Linked DNA regions of Danio rerio: region 1 is linked to region 2. Evidence: chromatin contacts called from public Micro-C data. All regions are on one chromosome and are shown on one strand. Each heading gives the region's core, a stretch centred on a gene start, on an enhancer-like site or on the middle of the called end of the contact. The rest is flanking DNA. Distances are from core to core; before and after follow the strand shown.

Evidence for each region. A called contact is a pair of places that touch in the nucleus more often than the background predicts.
Region 1: a contact with region 2 is called in a Micro-C map of caudal fin, with 6 times the contacts expected there. The contact joins the promoter of uchl3 here to the promoter of txndc9 in region 2. A contact is called at or near these places in 3 of 18 Hi-C or Micro-C datasets (caudal fin, hematopoietic stem cells and an unstated tissue) and 1 of 4 datasets of contacts at active chromatin or transcription factors (caudal fin).

What each region holds. Positions count from the first base shown.
Region 1 is chr9:23,589,485-23,595,511 of GRCz12tu, reverse strand. uchl3 (ubiquitin carboxyl-terminal esterase L3 (ubiquitin thiolesterase)) reads left to right here and starts at 2,453. Exons shown (of 9, transcript NM_001024405.1): 1 at 2,453-2,602; 2 at 2,772-2,783; 3 at 3,130-3,258; 4 at 4,693-4,849; 5 at 4,977-5,062; 6 at 5,218-5,265. The coding sequence starts at 2,561. It overlaps sgo2 (shugoshin 2), which reads right to left and starts at 1,661. Exons shown (of 8, transcript NM_001123299.1): 1 at 1,517-1,661; 2 at 1,333-1,440; 3 at 1,058-1,233; 4 at 789-866; 5 at 556-595. The coding sequence starts at 1,547.
Region 2 is chr9:23,433,508-23,439,672 of GRCz12tu, reverse strand. txndc9 (thioredoxin domain containing 9) reads right to left here and starts at 4,533. Exons shown (of 5, transcript NM_200021.2): 1 at 4,461-4,533; 2 at 2,953-3,155; 3 at 2,513-2,631; 4 at 2,185-2,439. The coding sequence starts at 3,138. It also overlaps a transcript of rev1 not described here.

The DNA of each region.
Region 1 (6,027 bases), core at 1,204-3,703, 160 kb before region 2:
GTCAATTATCTATCACACTTTAACTGTTTGCTCTCCCAAACGGATGACCAAATTTTGACTGTTTTAAATAATCACTGTTACATTTATTTAAAGAATGACTGTTTTAACTAATGTAACACACAGCATTGTTGGTTTACAAAAAAATCTAACAAACATAATCCCTTTGCACCACTACACTTGATTATAGTTTTATTGTAAAAAAAAAAAAGAAAAGAAAAGAAAAAGAAATCATGTTAAATGATAATCTGAAAAATTTTATGGCATACTTCAAAAAATAAAGATGATTTAGTATTCATTTTTTATATTGAATATATTATTAAATAAATTGGTTACACTTTATATATTTCATATTATGTATAATTCTGGTACTTTTACCATAAAATTGGTAGAGGTAGATATTTTATAAATTATGGGATGTGTTGAAAAAAAATGCATTGAGTGTGTTAACTAATGACATTAGGAGATGAGAAATGCAAAATGTTTTTTTCTTGGTGGGGCAGTTAAAGGGTTAAGGAACCTTATACACGATAAATAGCCAACAGTATTTTCTCATACCCTCACTGGTGTTGTCTTCAGTGTCAACACTGTCTGGAACCTTTACAAAAAAGAACATTATTCACATCATTAATAACCAAATTAGTTGTTTATAACAATGTGACTATTTAACAGTTAGCTATTGCGAACAACTTACAAAGCTTGGCTGAAAAAGTACTGGTAATATGGACAATACTATTAGAACAACAAGTCTCACAAAGGTAAACTATTTGAAAAATATATCAACTACTTACCTCATCATTACAAAAAATGTCAACGGCCTTTGACATCGAGTTCAGGGAGGAGTCATAAAACTCTTTTATAACAGCAAACTGGAAATGCATACATTTTAATAAATAAGTTTTTTTAAGTAAATTAGATGGATCTTTATTAACTGCTATGAAATTTCTGTCTTATGTTTTGATAGAGGTGTCAGGATAGATTAAGCATGAGGTACAAGTTAAACTGTAGCAAGAATAAATGGCATATAACAGACCAGGACTTCACTCTCTAACAGACTCACCAGTTGTTTGTTTTTATGACGCTGAAAAGCAAGATCAAAATGAGTTGCCTGTGCATCTTTCCTCAGCCTCACCACCTCTGCCTCCAGTTCTCTGCTCCTCTGCTTCTGAGCAACCAGAGCCAAGGCCAGAGCTTTGTTATTGCTTTTCAAAGAGAGCTTGAAGAATGACGAGGTATCTGACAGACAATGAAAGTCAAGTTACTGTCACGAATCAGCTCGTTAAAATAAGACCATGAACGACCGTTTGATCTGTTCAACGTTAAGTAATTTCTTACTGTGTATTTTCGTCTTTATCTTGGCAGCGTACACAGATGCCGTTTGTTTGCCCATTCTTGTGTTTTCCTTCTCTTTAGATCCCATTGTCAGCGTTTTATCGCTTAGAGCTGTAAAAAAGAAACTGCCGTTATCATTAATAATCTTAATTTGGACTACTCGCCGTTAATAAGAATATTTACAAACCTGATTTTTGATTATATTTGTCTTTATACATGTTACAACGCGTCTATCCTGACAGCAACTAACATTACTGAGCGTAACATTAAATCAGTTTGTACATATTTAAAACCAAACAATGCCGCGAACACTTCAAAAATTTTCTTCTCTTGTGATTAACAAAGTAGTGGACAGAAATGAACAGTTGAGTATCGCCACCCACCGGACTAAGTCAGTAACGCACACGAGACAGTAAGAGCACAGAGAACGTTAAATCGCCAACAAATATTGTAGCAAAGTTTTATACACACCAATTTAGATTTGTTCAAGCTTCTCTCCTTTTCATAGAATTTAAAAAATATTTAAAAAATTTATTTAAAGTCATAAAACAGGCAAAAACCAAAAGTGCCTCAAAGTTCTCTAAACTTTTGTCAGTTATATGGATTTACCCCCTGAATGTATTTTAATTTGCAATGGTTTGATTTAAGGTTTTTTATGCTGCTGTTATTACTGTGTACTATATTTTTTATTATATGCAGCTTGGATGCAACGTTATATATATATATATATATATATATATATATATATATATATATATATATATATATATATATATATATATATATATATATTTCGCAATGATAAAATAACTACATAACTCAAAATAACTCAAAGAGGTAATATTATTGATATTTTACAAATCACAATTACGGTGTTTATAAGAAACTTGCCGTTGTGTAATCTATATTTTGATCTAAATTTTATATTAACACATTATACATGTATTATATACTAAAATAGTAATGGTACGTTTTAAGGAATGATGCCGTTTGGAATTAGTAAAATGTTCTTTGAAATAAAATATGATCAGAATATCACCTTGTAAACTATTAAACGACGACTTTTATTTTGAAGTTTTTAGCCGGTCTTTATGTCAGTGGCTGAGTTCACAGCCCCGCGCGCACATATTCCATTGAGCTTCCTCCTCAGCTGTCAAAGCCTCTGCACACCATTGCTCGAGGTAGCAAAATCATCTTTTTATTTAGGATTTTAGGCAGAGCTTAATCTGAGATGGAGGGCCAGCGCTGGTTACCACTGGAAGCAAACCCAGAGGTAAGAGTTACTCCTCAATCTCACGGTCTTTCGCCGTGAATTCAGTTTTTTTTCGTTCATCCGTTCGTTTTTTCATTGGCAGCTTATAGCAGAAACGGTAAGCTGCACCTCATGTGTTTGACATCCTATTTTATATGACACTGTTTTGTGTTCTGTGTCTGCTTTACAGGTTATGAACCAAGTGAGTAGATGTCTCGACTCTCTGGGTGTGTCTAGGATTCAAAACTTGTGCCAAATGAATGAATCAGGTTTATTAAAGCACGCTATGATAAAGCTAATGGCATCCACTTTGATTTATTATGCTTATCAACACTACTACTGAGCTTAATATGTTGTTTGTAGCGTTATTGTTTTTTTAACTATTGTAAAATATTATTTATATTCCACTTTAATGTATGATAAATCTGTTTAAATGGAAAAGGTTCTTGATTGAGCAGGCCCTTGTCTCTGTAAACGGCCTCTATTACTACTCTTATGAGTTAGGACTTGTGTTTAATATGTATTTGTTGTGTTATACTTTTGTTAAGTTTTTACGGCAGCTTGGCTTGGTACCCACCTGGCAGTTTGGAGATGTGTACGGCTTGGAGCTTGAAGTTCTCAGTTTGGTGCCAAGGCCTGTGTGCGCTGTACTTTTGCTCTTCCCTATAACAGAGAAGGTACAATTGCACTTTACACCCCTATAGACTTCATGTCAGCAAACAAGCTCTGTATTTATAGATGCTTCTTTGTAGATTATGGAGGAGCAGCTGAATCTGGTTGATGGTAGCATTAGCCAATTTTGTACATTTATATTTTGCAAATTATAATACATTAAGAGACCACTAGAAATGTCTCAGATTTCATAGATTTTATAAAGGTCTGGTAATGTTTCTATTAGATTTCAAATTTTAAAATGTTGTTTTAAAATGACGATTGAAGAGAAAAAAAATTGTTGTGTCTGCAAATCAGTGTTATTCTACCATATACTGATCACAAGGCATGGGCCGGTATACTATTCTGATGGTTTGATGACGTTGAATAAAAATATCACGGTTTCACTGTATTGTCATTACTGCTCTAACATATATCCTTTTTAAATGTCTGAGTAAAAAACTCTAATTTTTACCCTTCAAACACAATATATTTTATTTTGCGAAACACCTAAAATATTTTGAGACAGTAAACATGTCAGGCTAAATAATTAAAACACAAAATTAACTCCTGCTGTGGTTCAAAACCGCAGATTGTTTTACAATTTAAAACGCATCTTTGAATATCTTTTCTACTGGAGATACTGTTACTCAAAAAAAAAGTAAATAAATTTTACACGTACCTTAGGAACGTAGAAACCTTGACTTTTCCAAACTGCAGTATACCTTGAAAACTGTTATCGTCCCATGCCTGCTGATGACCCAAAAACGAAAATTTACTCCTTTTTAAAAAGATTTAAACCTTTAGGTTTCTTTCTTCTGCTGAACACAAATAAAGATGGCCAGTACCCATTGACATCCATAGTAGGAAAAAAGTCCATGGAAGTCAATGGCTGCTTTTCTTAAAAAAAAAATAATAATTTTTTATGTTCAGCAGAAGAAAGAATCGTAAACTGGTTTAGATGAAGTGAAGGGTGAGAAAATTAAAGAATTTAAATTTTTAAGTGAACTATCACTTTAACTTGTCTGACATTAAAATAATGGGATTGTCTAACCTGCCAACATTCCTTTTTTTTCCTGGGAGTCTCCTGTATTTCACACTATCTCCCGCTATCCTTTTGTTTTGTTATTTATTATTTTTGTTATATATTATTTTTTCTTTTTTGTTACCATCTGTAACATTCCTGGGTTGCCAACTTTGGTATAATATCCGAAAGCAGCAGCCGATAACTTTAAACTTTGGTTTCCTCAATTTACAAAGAAATATATACAGAGAAAGCATATTCAATGCACGTAAGCCTCAATTATTTCAAATGCTCTTTATGAAAATGTCAGAAAAAGCATAACATTAATTTCTTGCACCAGCCTAAATGCTTGCCTTATTTACGTGAATGAAAGTCTTGTAATGCAATTTCTTGGATGATTTGAAATTAAAATTAAATATTTTTTTCCTTAATGTAGTATGAAACCTTTAGACAGGAGGAAGAGGCAAAAATTAAAGGACAAGGACAAGAGGTGTCCTCAGATGTGTACTTTATGAAACAAACCATCGGCAATGCTTGTGGAACAATAGGGCTCATTCATGCTGTGGCAAACAATCAAAATCATCTAGAGTTTGGTGGGTATCATTGCTGATTTTTGTTTTTTTTTAGGCATGTTTTCCCTGCTTTTAAAAAAAAGATAGCCACTTGTTATGCATTAATATTCTTGTTTGCAGTATGTTCATAAAGTTTTACTTTTTCCAGAGCTCAATTCACCACTTAAGACATTTTTACTCCAGTCTGCAAAGATGAGTCCAGAAGAAAAGGCAGCTTTCCTTGAAAAAGATGAGGTGATGAAATTAGGTATTTTAGTGCAACAGTGTGCAGCTGGTTGTTACACTTTTTTTACTGAGGTTATCAGTAACCAGATCTGACTGTTATCAGCAGAAATCGAAAGCACTTAACTGGATTAAACTAAACTATCCTTTTTCTAATATTATTTCAGAGTATTCGAGTAACACATGAATCAAGTGCTCAGGAGGGACAAACAGAGGTCTGTATTTTCTAAAAGTGTGGTTGTTAGTAGAGATGATACAGTATTGATCATAATATTCCATGGTTCAGTATGCATATGGATATTATGGTTTTTCGGTTTTGCAGTAATGTACAAATGAAATTTGCATTACCCCCATTCCTTTTATTAGTCTCTAAACTGGCTCTGTGCATGTTACAACACATGTCAATGCTCTGAAACAAGGCTCCCCTTGAGAACATGTCACATTAGTGAGCACTGAAGTAGTAGACGCTTTCACGTAAAATTAAAAGTGATGTGAGCCCTTATGTCAGCATGTGATCTGAGAAGTGCCTCCTCTTAACAGCTGAATGAAAAAGTTACTTAATCTTTGCTTCTCAACAGAAAAACTCAGTTATGACCAATAATTATGTCCACCTGTCCAGCTTGACAAGCCTTCAGTCAATTATGCCTTGGCATGGAAACATCCAGCAAATTGTGTTGTCTAACTTTCTCATTGTCCTGCATCTTTGCTGAGTTTTAAAGGGCACTTATTTTACCCTTTTTACAAGATGTCTCTAGAATGTGTCTGTAAAGTTTCAGTTCAAAATGCCCATCAGATAATTTATTATGTAATGAAAAATCTGCCCGTTTTGGTGTTTGAGGTCAGTGTAGCTGTTTTTGTAGCCTGTGGCTTTAAATCCAAATGAGCTCACCACTCTGACGTGCATGTCTGCTTCTTATGCGTTTCACCAGATAAACAGCACAGTGACAGAGACAAACACAGATGAAGGTAGAGTTTGT
Region 2 (6,165 bases), core at 3,284-5,783:
AAGCAGATCCGAGAGTTGTTGTCATGGCAACAGATCTGCTAGGTCAAACCTGATCGGGAGCAGGTTCAATTCATATAAACAGGATTAGATCGGCTCAGTTCAAGCAAAGATAATATAAAGTATGTACCGAATTCTGATATTTTCTTACAGTAGTAGTTATATACACTTGGGAAAATAGTAAATATTTTTTAACTATATATAAATAAAGTTACAGTTATTAATAAAATAAATAAAGTTATACATAATAAAACTTATGAAATCTGCACGCTCGAAATGAAAGTACAAAGACAAGGTGCAAAGAGAACACTTATTGATATGAACTTTTTAGATCGCTTTAGTACAAATTGTGTATAATAAAAATGCAGAATATGTGACTTTTTTTTTAAAGCAATAATACATTTATGCAGTCATAAACAAGTTTTGACAGTTAATATGCCAGTGATTTGATGCTTCGCAAAAGTTGTAGAAGCCTTTACCAATATCAAAATGCTTTTGTAAACAACCAGTTATTCATTACACCGATTAAAAAACGGCTACTATTATAAAGAAAATCTTTTCTAAATGTAGAACTAAATACATTGATTTGCATTGAAATACATGATGAATACACTTCACACATGAAAGTGTAAAGCCTGCAGCTCACAACAAATGTGAAGTTACTGCGTGTCATATTTAACAAACCGTTTACTGCTAATTTGATGTAATTTTGCTCACATGGATAATTGAATATTAATCAGATGATGTCATTACGCTGCTGTGCCGTCAGCCAATCGTTGCATTGCTGATCATGATTTCGAGGATCGATAGATCTGTCCTTCACAACACACGCAGCGATCTCAGATCAGTTTATCCAGACATTCTAATCTGATTCGCGAACTTGTTTGAAGAACCAAATTAGCGAGAGATCAGTTATCAAGATTAAAAGATCCAGGATCTGACAAATCATCTTAGATTATTTAAGCGAGGTACGAAGAACTGACTCATGGTTAAGATGATCTGCTGCAATTCATAGCATCACAGTGGGGAAGACAGGTGAATTTGAGCATGGCATGGTTGTTTGTGCCAGACATGCTGGTCTTGAGTATTTTAGAAACAGCTAATCTACCTGGATTTTCACACACAACCATCTCTAGGGTTTACAGAGAATGGTCAGAAAATATCCAGTGAGCGGCAATTCTGTGGGCGCAAATGCCTTGTTGATGTCAGAGGAGAATGGCCAGACTGGTTTGAGCTGATAGAAAAGCAACAGTTGCTCAAATAACCACTCGATATTAGGCATGTAGACGAGCATAACGCATGACACGTCCAGTCTTAAGGCGGATGGGCTACAGCAGCAGAAAACCACACAGGTGCCACTCCTTTTAGCTAAGAACAGGAAACTGAGGCTACATTTGGAACAGGCTCACCAAAATTGGACAATAGAAGACTGGAAAAACATTGCCTGGTCTGACAAGTCTCGATTTCTGCTGCCACATTCAGATTGTAGGGTCAGATTTTGGCATCAACAACATGAACGCATTGATCCATCCTGCCTTGTATCAATGGTTCAGGTTGATGGCGATGGTGTAATGGTGTGGAGGATATTTTCTTGGCACACTTTGGGCCTATTAGTACCAACTGAACATCGTGTCAACACCACAGACTACCTGAGTATTGTTACTTGCTGACCATGTCCATCCCTTTATGACCACAGTGTACCCATCTTCTGATGGCTACTTCCAGCATGATACCACACCATGTCATAAAGTGCGAATCATCGGAGACTGGTTTCTTGAACATGACAATGAGTTCACTGTACTCAAATGGCCTTCGTAGTCACCAGATCTCAATCCAATAGAGCACATTTGGGATGTGGTGGAACAGGAGATTTTCATCATGGATGTGCAGACGACAAATCTGGAGCAACTGTGTGATGCTATCATGTCAATATGGACCAAAATCTCTAAGGAATATTGCCAGTGTATATAAATGCCTTCATCCATTTTTCATTTATGAGGAAACCTGAAGATTGTACAGGAATAAACCTATTCTAGATGCAATGCCCTGATGCATTTAATAGAAACTTGTGTGATGACTTGTGTGATGTGTGTGATGATTTATAAAAGTGTGAAAAAGCTCATTAAAGATTACGAAAAAGTTAAATATTCTAAACATTAATCTGCAATATTACAATATTACGCTGACCTGTAGTTTATGATGTCAGAACAGCCCAGTCTCCACTCCAGCATTTCGGTAGGAAACTCATCGGTGTTGCCCAGATCGCTGAAACCCACAATATAATCTTTGGTCTTGCCGTCCTTCACCAGTGCCAATGTTGGAATGACTTTAATCCTCAGCCTCTCTGTAAGGAAAGGAGCCTTCTCCACATTCAGCTTGATGAACTTCGTTTCCAGATGCTTCTTAGCCAAAATAGCTAGGTGCTTGTCCAAAATCTTGCATCTTTGGAAAATAACATAAAAAATTACAGATTTATAATATGACAGTCAAGCAAAACAAATGTGTCCTGACATACCTGAAGGTGGAGTCTCTGTAGAAATGACAGACCACACTTTTGCTTTCTTTCACCTCTGGAAAGAAGTCTTTCTCACTTGGGATCTCTCTGTATTCACCATGCCCTTTAGAGATCCACTCCTAAGAACAAACGCATAAAACAGAGTTCACAATGTTTAATCACACATATACATGTCACTTAATATAGGTCACTCTTACACTTACAACTCTTAATACACTCATCTGGCTTTAGCCTAAGAATGGGTGTATTTAACCATTTTTGGACATTAGGAAAATTTGTATAAAAGGTTTACATTTTATACTTCATTACAGTGTGTACATTTTAATAACACAGGGATTTTCATCAGCTCAACTAAGAAAACACTCACCAAATGAATCGATTATCAGAATAACTGTTAGATGCAACATTAAAAGATGTATTCAAAACCACACATAAGTCACCTGCTTCTGTTTCTGAGCTTTCTTAAGGGCCTCGAGTCTTCTCTCCTTCAGCAGCTCCAGCTCGTCTTCATCCATGCGCTCCAGCTTCTCCAGCTCAGCATCCAGCTGCTCCTCCACCATCCGTGCTGACTGAAGCACCTGCTGCTCCAGAGCCTTCGCTACAATATCCATCGACTGACTGGCCATTTCTCTCACACTGCCTGCTACAGATATGGCAGTGTTTGACAAGACATGACACTTCACTTCAAAATAGTATACAGTGAAAAAGAAGATATTAAAACATAAATGCTTTTCTACACTAAACCAGTACCAGTTTTACACTCTCAAGGCAAGAGCCTGCAGATGAATAGGGCAAAAATTAACCATTATTTTGCCAGTTGATCAAATGCATTAAGAATTCTTCTAAAATGTCATGTTTAAATATGCCAATTAGAAATTTAATTAAATATAGACTAGTTCGTAGATTTTACAGAGAAGATTTTGGGATTCTTTTTTAATCAACCATACAATAATTCACAAAATAAAATGAATCAATGAATTGTATATCATCGGGTTAATTACACATGTACAAGCCTCTGTAAAAGCCTTTAGAATATAGACATGAATAAAACTAAAAAATTGGTCTGTGTTTGCTACTGATGTAGAGATTTATTGTTAAGTGCAGGAGAAAAAATCTAATTTTAAGAAAATGGCATTTAAAATATACTGTAATTTACAAGTAAAGGATAAATAAATTACAAAAGAATTTTTATTCTTTGGTGAACTGACGTTATCCCTTTAAGCAGAATAAAGGGAACATACATTTTGTAAGATTTATTTGCATTAGCTAAAACACTTTATGAAAGACCAAAAAGCACAATATATGAAAATAGCTACGTACATAAAAAAAAAAACAACAACCGTGTTTAGCCCGCAATGTCTTGACCAAAAGAACTGTCACTCACCTGACAGGCCTCACGACAACATGACATTAACGTTACTAAGGTTTCTGAGGGGGGGAATTCTACTTAGTTGCAACTGCTATGGTTTAACTGCATACGACAAATCAGTGAACAATGCTTGTGTGTAAAAGGTGTGGCATGGCATATTCAAAGGATTCTTGGACTTCATGTGCTTTCTGTTATCACAACAATAGAGATGCTGGTAGTCGGCCATACAGCAAACATGCTAACTTAGCTTAAACGTCTGCGTCAGACATGTGATGGTTAGAATTGACATTACGTTTTTATAAATTTCAGATATTTCATACTGTCGAGTTTAGGAAATGATGTTTGACTTTGTCTATACGTGCTATGCTAGAGTTATCAATTTGTGCAAGGTTAGTGCTAGTCCTCGCAAACAAACACCGTGGTAACGGCTCATTTGGTCCCAACACTATCATCAGCGGTTAATCAGAAAAACGACACACACTCCGCAGTGCAACAATAACAAACTATACTCAGTTTATTCTACGTACAATTTTAAATCTGTTAACATTTCTTTAGATGTTCAATGGAAACGGCACTTACCAACGCTGTATAATTTCTGAAAGGCGGCACACTGACGCAGGGCTTCACGCAAAGGCGTCGACTGATTACGTCACTCACACGTAGCGCTTTGTGACGTATTTCAGAATGTACAAAATTTATTATTTAACTCATCTGTCATAAAATCATTGTTAAATATGAACGTTTCACGATAACATTGCTTATACTAGTTTTAAAAAATGCACGTCACTTATTTTAATCATTATATTAATTAACAAAAGGTGCCATGTTTTCAGACCAATATGTTTATTTTATACAACATCCTGTTAATGCAATTAAGAAATCACCTTTTAAAAAAAAATAAATAAATAAATAATAGTTTTACACTACAATATATTTTATTTGAGCTCCGTGAATGGACCTTCATAAATCCAGAAAAGCTTGATTTTCACACACGCAGTTTATGTTTTGATGGTTCTGTATCAGTCATTTTTTTATTATTCCACTTATTTTTAATAAAGACAACTATACTTGCCCAGACTTAATCAGATACAATAGCATTCTTTAGACTTTTCATTCTCCAAGCATCTTATTTCATGTTTCTTTCCATTTTAAGGCAATGCAAGTTTATTTATATAGCACGTTTCATATACAGTGGAAATTCGAAGAGCTTTAAATAAACAGGAATAAAAGAGACAAGTAAATAATATAAATTATATTTAAAAATAAAGATGAAAATTTAAGTTATATTTACATAAACATAATTTTAATATTTAAATAATTTATATTTAAATTATATTTTTATACAATATAAACAAATAATGAAAGTGTTAAAACAGGTTATAAAAGAATGAAAAAGAAAAGAAAGACATTATAGTGTGATCTGTCGGACGTAGCACAGTGCTCATTCAGTAAAGGCACAGCTAAACAGATGTGTTTTCAGTCTTGATTTGAATGTGCCTAATGTTGGAGCACATCTGATCATTTCTGGAAGCTGATTCCAGCAGCAGGGAGCATAATAGCTGAAGGTGGATTCACTCTGCTTTGACTGAACTCTTGTCATTTCTTGTTTATATGATTCTAAAGATCTGAGTGATCTGTTAGGTGTCTATTCAGTGAGCATATCTGTAATGTATTGAGGTCATTTAGTGATTTATAGACAAGTAATAATACTTTAAAATCTATTCTGAATGTAACTGGGAGCCAGTGTAAGGACATGACGACAGGTGTGATGTGCTCTGATTTCCTGGTTCTGGTCAGAATCCTGGCAGCAGCGTTCAGGATGAGCTGTAACTGTCTTGACTGTCTTTTTGGGAAGGCCAGTGAGGAGTCCATTACAATAATCCATCCTGCTGCTGATAAAAACATGATCAAGTAAAAAGATTAGCAAAGTATCTAATTCTTGCAACGTTTTTGAGATTAAAGTATGCCGATTTACTTACTGCTTTGACATGACTACTGAAACTCACATCTGACTGACTGACCCTAGAATAACATCAAGATTCTTGACCTTATTTTTTTGTTTTACCTTTATTGGCCTCATTTGTGAATCAATGATAGCCTCATACACATATTATAAATGAACACAATGCAAACACTAAAACACAAGAAAGTATCACTTATCCAAATTTATTTGAAAATTTAGAAAACATACAAATGATGTCACAGCTTCAGGTCTTCAGGCACGTGTCATTCTGTCACCACAGATTTTTTGACCGAACATGGATTCTCAGGCCGTCCTCTCAGT